Regions from separate parts of the Mus musculus genome. Here region 1 is linked to region 2. The links are chromatin contacts, called in public ChIA-PET maps. All regions are on one chromosome and are shown on one strand. Each heading gives the region's core, a stretch centred on a gene start, on an enhancer-like site or on the middle of the called end of the contact. The rest is flanking DNA. Distances are from core to core; before and after follow the strand shown. Region 1 holds the start of Bag3 (BCL2-associated athanogene 3). Region 2 holds the start of Cox6a2 (cytochrome c oxidase subunit 6A2).

What was found. ChIA-PET counts read pairs in DNA pulled down with a chosen protein or histone mark.
Region 1: an RNA polymerase II ChIA-PET map of memory CD8 T cells shows a contact between it and region 2, with 5 read pairs. The contact joins the promoter of Bag3 here to the promoter of Cox6a2 in region 2. A contact is called at or near these places in 3 of 115 datasets of contacts at active chromatin or transcription factors (bone marrow-derived dendritic cells, bone marrow-derived macrophages and memory CD8 T cells).

The regions. Positions count from the first base shown.
Region 1 is chr7:128,521,056-128,525,095 of GRCm38.p6, reverse strand. Bag3 (BCL2-associated athanogene 3) reads right to left here and starts at 1,513. Exons shown (of 4, transcript NM_013863.5): 1 at 1,052-1,513. The coding sequence starts at 1,237.
Region 2 is chr7:128,204,450-128,208,074 of GRCm38.p6, reverse strand. Cox6a2 (cytochrome c oxidase subunit 6A2) reads left to right here and starts at 1,709. Exons shown (of 3, transcript NM_009943.2): 1 at 1,709-1,852; 2 at 2,039-2,175; 3 at 2,263-2,640. The coding sequence starts at 1,780. The coding sequence ends at 2,346. Itgad (integrin, alpha D) reads right to left here. Exons shown (of 31, transcript NM_001029872.3): 30 at 3,430-3,540; 31 at 2,571-3,013. The coding sequence ends at 2,900.

The DNA of each region.
Region 1 (4,040 bases), core at 264-2,763, 320 kb before region 2:
TTTTTTATAAAAAAAGACAAGGTCTTATTTTGCAACACAGGCTAGTTTCATTCCAACTTAATTACTTAATAACTTTTGAGATAGACTCCGATTATATAGCCCTGGCTAGACTTGAACTCAAGATCCTCTCGCCACAGCTTCCTGGGTGCTGGGATGACAGGCCTGAACCAGGCTGGGCTTCATTCCAAATTTGTATTTTCAATTTTTCTTGCTTTTTAGATTGAAGTACACAAACCTGAATATCTATGCAAATGAAGCATACACCTAGTGTTCACCAGACTCCTCAGCTGTTTCTGGTAACAAAACTCCAGTATTTGAAAAGGACAACAAGGAATCACGCCATTAAAAATACATTCTTTCACTCCAGTGTGAGTCTTAAGGCAGTGGCTAAGTATGGTGATACAATGTCTGATCTTTAGTTTTGGAACTGTCAGAAAGAGTATCTTAAAAAAAAATAGTGGTAGTATCAGAATTTTCTCTAACTGAAAGCAGTTTCGACCAGTAATAATAAGTTTAATGGGGGAAAATAACTTATTTACTCGAGCCTCCTGAGTCACTCTATGCCTAAGATCCAGTAAACTCAAGATAAGCCTCAACTAAGTTCTGAATTTGAAAGTGAAATCCCCACAGGAGACTCCACTCAGCAGCCTTTCAATCCTGGCCGTGCGCCATCAGCACCGGAGGGAGCCCAGGGTCTCAGCACGGGACGCGCGGGACAGAGAGGCGGCGGCCGGGCCTGGCCTGGGCCTCAGCCGCTCATCAGGCCGGTCGCCCTTCCCTGGGACGCGGCGCACCGCAGCTCAGGCCACCACTGCCCTTCGCCCTTCGCAAGAGGCTGTGGAAAACCACCCGATGTCACCACGCGGGTCGCACCCCGCTGGCTACCGTCCAAGGCCACCCTGCCTGCGGCTCTCTGCGGCCCGACGCCCGTTCGAGGCGGATATGGTTAAGGACTCTCCTTGCGCAGCAGGGCGCGGGGTGGGGTGACTCGCATAGCCCTGGCTCGACCAGGCCCCTTCGCCGTCGAGGTGGGACGGCAAGCTCCACTCACCTTAGGGCCCTCGGGGGGCACACGCGGGTCGTTCCACGTCGTGGTGCGGCTGTTGTGGTCCACGAAGAAGGGCCAGCCGGTCTGCGGGTCGATTTTGATCTCCCAGCCCGGGGGCAGGGGGTCTCGGTCGCTGGCTCCGTTGCCGGACGCCATCTGCATCATGGGCGATTGGGTGGCGGCGCTCATGCTGGGTTAGGGTCCGCCCGGGGCGCAGAGCTAGGGCGCGGGTCACGAGGTCGTGGAGTGCGGGCACCTCTGTGTAGCCGATGTGTCCGGGAAGCCGGCGCCGGGCACCTTTATGAATTAAAGGACTGGGTGACGTGGCCGAAGAGGGGTGGAAGTGTCTGGAAATAGCCTCCTAGCTGCCAAAGGGGAAGGAGGAGATAAAGAGAAGGCAGCAACTGGCCGGCTAGAAACTTCTGGTCCCATCCAGAGAACTTGGCGGCCGCCGTGGGTTGGATGCGGAGCTCCGCCCTGAGTCATAGGCTATAATCGCGGCGGGGCGGGACCTTGGGAGGGATCGGAGGCGGGGATTTGTCACCCGCCCCTCCTTCTCCTAGACTACCCAGGCTGTCCCTCCCTATCCCTGTCCTGTGTGTGTCCTGGGGCCTGTGCGCCTCGCGCCAGGTTGACACGCACCGGTGTCCTTGTGCTCTCTGGCTGGTTTCTGTCTCCGGACTCCCCACCACTCTTTCGTGCCGCGTGGGGGTGTCCCGGGGTTAGCAGTCCAAGGGCCGACACCTGGGGCCCCACCTTTGTGTAAGGACTAAATCATCTTTAAACTCGGAAAGTCTAGTTCTTTCTCTCTCTTCACACTCAGTGACGCTGGCGTCCTGCAGTGACGTTTTTAGTAACTTTTTCTCAAGGGCCTTATGACTTCTGAGAAATTCTGGAATGCTGATCTGAGGTCACAACAAAAAGAAAGAGCTGTGGAAACTCACCTGCCTGCTTTGGAAAACTGAAGAAGCAAGGACTAAAGTGACAACTTTGTGCTCTTGGCCTTCTATATAGGCACTTTCGCACAGTGACTAGACTTCAGAAACACCTGGAACCAATACTGAGGCCAATTTCCTGACTCAGATTCAGAGAATGTCCTGGGACCTTCAAAGATACATCTCTGGCCTCTTCCCCTCCGATTTTTACTCTGTGGCAAATACTAGAGGACTCTGCCAGACATTTCCAACAAGCTGATTTTTTTTACTTCCAAAGACCTTCTTACTGACTTTGAAGTCTCAAAGCCTCAGTATAAGTATTAACATAGTTAGCCTTCAGGTACTGCCTGGTGCCACCAAACACACCTGTATAAGCCCAAATGTGGGAATATTGACTTATTATCATTTGATAGTCACATTGAAAGGTCTAGACACTTAGATTCACTCACTGGTCAGTGTCTGTCTTTTGCTTCTTTATACCTGAACCCACCCAGCACGTGGCTAAATCCAGAGTCCATCTTCAATAAAGGAATAAAGATTGATGTTTATTGAAGACTGAATACAAAGTGAATTTTTTCGCTTGTTTTTCAATACAAGGTATCTTTGTGTAGTTTTGGCTGTCCTAGAACTAGCTAATTATGTAGACCAGGCTGACCTTGAACTCACAGAGATCCATCTCTCTGCCTCCCAAGTGCTGGGATCAAGGGCATGTGTCACCACTGCTTGGCTGTGGATATTTTTTTAAAGATATGGTCTATCTATATAGTTCTGCCTCCCAAGTATTGAGATTAAAGGTGCACACTACCATCTACTACGCCTAGCAATGCCCTATTTAAAAAATATTTAAAAAAAATAAATAAAGATTTATTTTATATGTATGAGCCGGCTTGTGCAATGCCTTCCGAGGTCCAAAGAGGGTATTGCATGCCCTGAAACTGTAGTTATAGATGTTTATAGCTTCCTTGTGGGAACTGAACCTGGTCCTCTATAAGAGTAGCAAATGCTCTTAAGTCATCTCTCCCGCACCCCCACTTTGTCCTCAAATTGCCCCTTCGTTCCTACCATCCATTCCTATCTTGCTAAGTATTTCTTGACTCTGTGACTCTTCTCTTTCTTCCGTCCCAGCCATCTTACGCTTTCACCTGGATCCTTCACAGCACCCTAATGGGTTCTTCAGCCTTTGGGCTTGCCTCTAAACCTCTTGCCCATATAGCAGCCAGAGAGGCCTTTTCAAGCACCCACCAAGTCCACTCTCCTTGGTCTGGTGCACAAAGGTGTATTCCTCATTTTCCCTGGTCCATACTTCAGCTGACCCTGCTGAACTGTATCTTGCACACACTGCTTCCACCACCAGGATGGAAACCCTTCTATCCACTCCAACCATCATCTCCTGGGCAGCTTGGCTTTTCCCAGCATTCCCTTTAGCATACACTCCTTCACACACACACACACACACACACACACACACATACACACATCCTGCTGCCCCCCCATTAGTCCTCTGACCATCCACATCCTGTCCCACCCTACCAATTGCTTTACACTGTAAATGCTTGTTTGTTTGATTTACTTAATGGGCTGAGTTTTTAAGAGCAGGAGCAGGATCTTGATCACCACCGTGTCCCCATCCTCCAGCACAGTGTGTGGTAAATAATAATTATTAAAAACAACACTCATAATGGCTAGTGCTTATTGGGTAATCGCTGTCAGGTGCTACGTTAATGACTTTACGTGGGCTCTCACATTTGATCTTTGTGGTGGAAGCCATGATGTGCCGCTTACATTTCCGTTTAGGCATGAAAAGTTGGTTCTACCCACTGCCGGGAATACTGTGAGAAGCGGTGAGGACGTGTCCCGTTTCTCTGTCGGCAGTGCCAAAGGAACACAGACATTTCGTTGTTGTTGCTGTTTTGAGATAAGAGTCTTTCTATGTAGCTCCGGCTGTCCTGGAATGTGATACATAGACTATGCTCTCAAACCTGATGAGATCTGACTGCCCCCGTCTCCTGAGTGACGGGATTAAAGGTGTGCACCACTACACCCAACAAGACAGGAAT
Region 2 (3,625 bases), core at 460-2,959:
GTAGATGGAACTATTCCATTTCTATGACATTTATTTACTTGTGGGGCCTGGAAGCATGAATATCTTTTACCTTGTGGGTCTTAGGGATCAAACACAGTTTGTCAGGCTTACCAGCAAGCACCCTTACCTACTGAGCCATCTTACTAGCCCAAGTTTAAAGTAAATGAGAGGTATAGGTGTAGAGCCCTTATTACTTTCCTTTTATAAGTGGATTAGATACATCAAACTTTGCTCAGAGCTAGAGGCATCCTGTTAGACTGTAAACCTGAGTACAGTACAATCCACACCTAGACCATAGCACTTATGGAACGAATGCAGAAGGGTCATGAGTTCAATTCCAGCCTAGCCTACATCGTGAGAGCCTATCACAGAGAGAAAGAACAGAAAGTCCTGTGGCTGAGAATATAGCTTGGGCTACAGAGCTCCGGCTCTTACAATCTTCTCTCCCCCTTTGCCTTTAAGCTTCTTGGGTTGGCTAGATGTATCAGTGGGCAAAGGTGCTCACTATACAAGCCTGGTGGCCTGCTCTCGGCTCCCAGGAGAGTATGCATCATAAAGTTGTCCTCTGAGCGCCACATCCGTGTCACATATGAGCACACACCAATACCAAGTGAAACACAGCAACAACCGAGCCTGAGCTCAGTGGGGGAACATTTAATTAGCATGCACACAGCCCTGGGATTCAATTCCCAGATAATTTTTTAAATGGGCACCTAACTAGTTTTAAGCATATTACTTGTCTACTCTGTGCTAGCTATTGAGAACAGAATATTAAATGAAGTCATTCCGTGCCACTGTGAAAAAATGGTGCATATTTATTTAGATAGACAGTCCAGAGTTGCCCAGGATAGCTTTAGTACATATTTATTTAGATAGACAGTCCAGGGCTGGCAAGATGGCTCAGTGGTTAAGAGCACTGACTGCTCTTCCAAAGGTCCTGAGTTCAAATCTCAGCAACCACATGGTGGCTCACAACCACCCGTAATGAGATCTGATGCCCTCTTCTGGTGCTAGAAGTCAGCTACAGTGTACTTATGTATAATAATAAATGAAGCTTTGGGCTGGAGCAAGCAGGGACTTAGTGATCGGAGTTGACCAGAGCGAGCAAAGGTCCTAAAAATTCAATCCACAACAACCACATGAAGGCTCACAACCATCTGTAGAGCTACTGTATACTCACATATATAAAACAAATAAATCTTTAGATAGACAGTCCAGTGTAGCCCAGGATAGCTTTGACCTTGGTACGTAGTCCAAGATGGCCTTGAACTCCTGACCCTTCTGCCTCCATGTCCCAAGTGCTGGCTGGCATTATAAATAAGTGCACCACACTGAGATTGTGTAGGAATAGGGAAAGAACTCAGGACATTATGGGTACTTGGTAGGCAGACACTGCAGGCAGTCTACCAACTGAGCTACACTCCCACCCCCACCCCACCCCACTGTAAAATTTGTTTTAAAGACAAGATCTTAGGTAGTTCAAGCTGTGATCAAACTCATTAAGTTGATAACAGTGGCCTTGAACTCTGATCCTCCAGCTTACATATTTCAAGTTTGTATCACTTTAAATCTTCTCTTGCCAAAATAAAAGGCACATTGCATCAGCTGCCTGAAGAGGATCTCCTGCCAGTCAAGACCCACTTTAGATAGAGAAAGCCCCTAAAAATAGCCATCCATGTGCGGGCTCAACAGGTGATTGGCTCTGAGAGGGGAGGAGAGCCTCTCGACTGGGTGAAGGAGACAGAGAAGGACAGTGCCATTCCTAGCCTCCCTTTGACAATGGCTCTGCCTCTAAAGGTCCTGAGCCGGAGCATGGCCAGCGCAGCCAAAGGAGACCATGGAGGGGCAGGAGGTAAGTGGGGCCAGGCCTGACTCTGATTTAGTAGCCTAGCCGATCTGTTCTCTTTGCCCGGCTTCCCCCTCCTTCTGTCTCCTGGCTCCTCTCTCCTGATCTACCAGGCACTGATCTTTCAGACCTCTAGGCCCAGGGATAGTTTTTGCCTATGAATCTACTCACACCCCACCTTTGCTCCTCCAGCCAACACCTGGCGCCTCCTGACCTTTGTGCTGGCTCTTCCCGGCGTAGCCCTCTGCTCCCTTAACTGCTGGATGCACGCTGGCCACCACGAGCGCCCAGAGTTCATCCCGTATCACCACCTCCGCATCCGAACCAAGGTACGCCAGAGGATGAGCGAGTGAGAGCATGCAGGGGGATTGCGGGGAGGGACTGTGGTGGGTGACCTGTCTGCCTTCTCTCTGCAGCCCTTCGCCTGGGGGGACGGCAACCACACGCTTTTCCACAATCCCCACGTCAATCCTTTGCCCACCGGTTATGAGCACCCTTGATGTCTCAGCAGACACGCTCTGCCAGCAATCTTCAAATTGGCCTTCTGCACACCGGCTCTGAGAGCCCCTGAGGTTCCAGTGGACAGTTCCAAGCTCAATAAAGGTGTGGAAGTTTTGTGTCCTCTGGCTCTTTGGGAACAGCATGGTGGAAGGGGCTGGGCAGGCTCTTGGGCAGTTGGTATCTGGGTTCCAGTTATTTTTTTTTATATAAGGAAAATGTGATGTTTCCACCTGCATTTTCATTTTATTTTTTAAAAATTTATACAAGCAATACATTGAATATTGAGCATATTACTCAGTCTTGTGTTAGTTCTTATCCATATGTAAATTTATGCTGACCCCATTCCTGCTCTTGCAAAAAAAGTGGATCAGCACTGAAATCTGACACATGGGCAAACCATAAAAATCTCCCAGCTCAGGAGGTAGGGCATCATTTCTGGGAAGTTTCCCAGGCTAGCCCAGAGCTGAAGAGAACTTGTTCCCATGCCAGTAGATTCATAGGCAAAAGCAAAACCAATCTCGTAATTGTGGAGATATACAGGAAAGTAGATTCCTAGGACGTGAGATGTGGAGGAGTCTCATGGTTGGAATCTGCCTGGCCGGCTGGGTCAGGATCTGCAGATGGTAGATCCAGCATCTCTTTATACTGACGTTTGAAGAAGCCAAGCTATAAAATGTAGTAAAGTCAGAAAAACTGGGTAAGAGGGAAGTTGAAGATGAGAGAACTAAAATAACTTCCAGCTGTGTGTCAGGGCAGCCATGTGAATGGCCCTCACGTACAGAGAAAGGCCATGTGCCAAGCAGTCGTTACACTCTTAGTTGTGGGAGGAAGCCACAGGCTCATTGTCGGGCAGATTTGTACATATGGCATGTCTGCTTCAGTTTAGCCATTCTGTGATATAACTTTCATTGTTATTTCAAAAAGGAGAGATGGAAAAAGACCAAGCAAATGTGATAGGAACAGAATATGTGGCCAAGCCTGCCCTACAACTACGATCTGTGTTCTTACTGTCGTATGGTGTGCACGACAGAACTGGTAGTGAACACTAGTAGTGTTAGGAAAATGATGTGAAAACAATTTACCTTGTACAGCGCCACAGTGATGAGAGCCAGTAACAGCAGACCTCCCACTGAGCTGAACACCATGAGGAAGACGGGCTCATAGACCACGTATTCTTCTAGCATCGTTGACACCTGATTTGAAAATCAGTGAATGCTCATTCTTCTCACACATGCACACAAACACTCATACACACAGGCACACAGTACACACAAACAC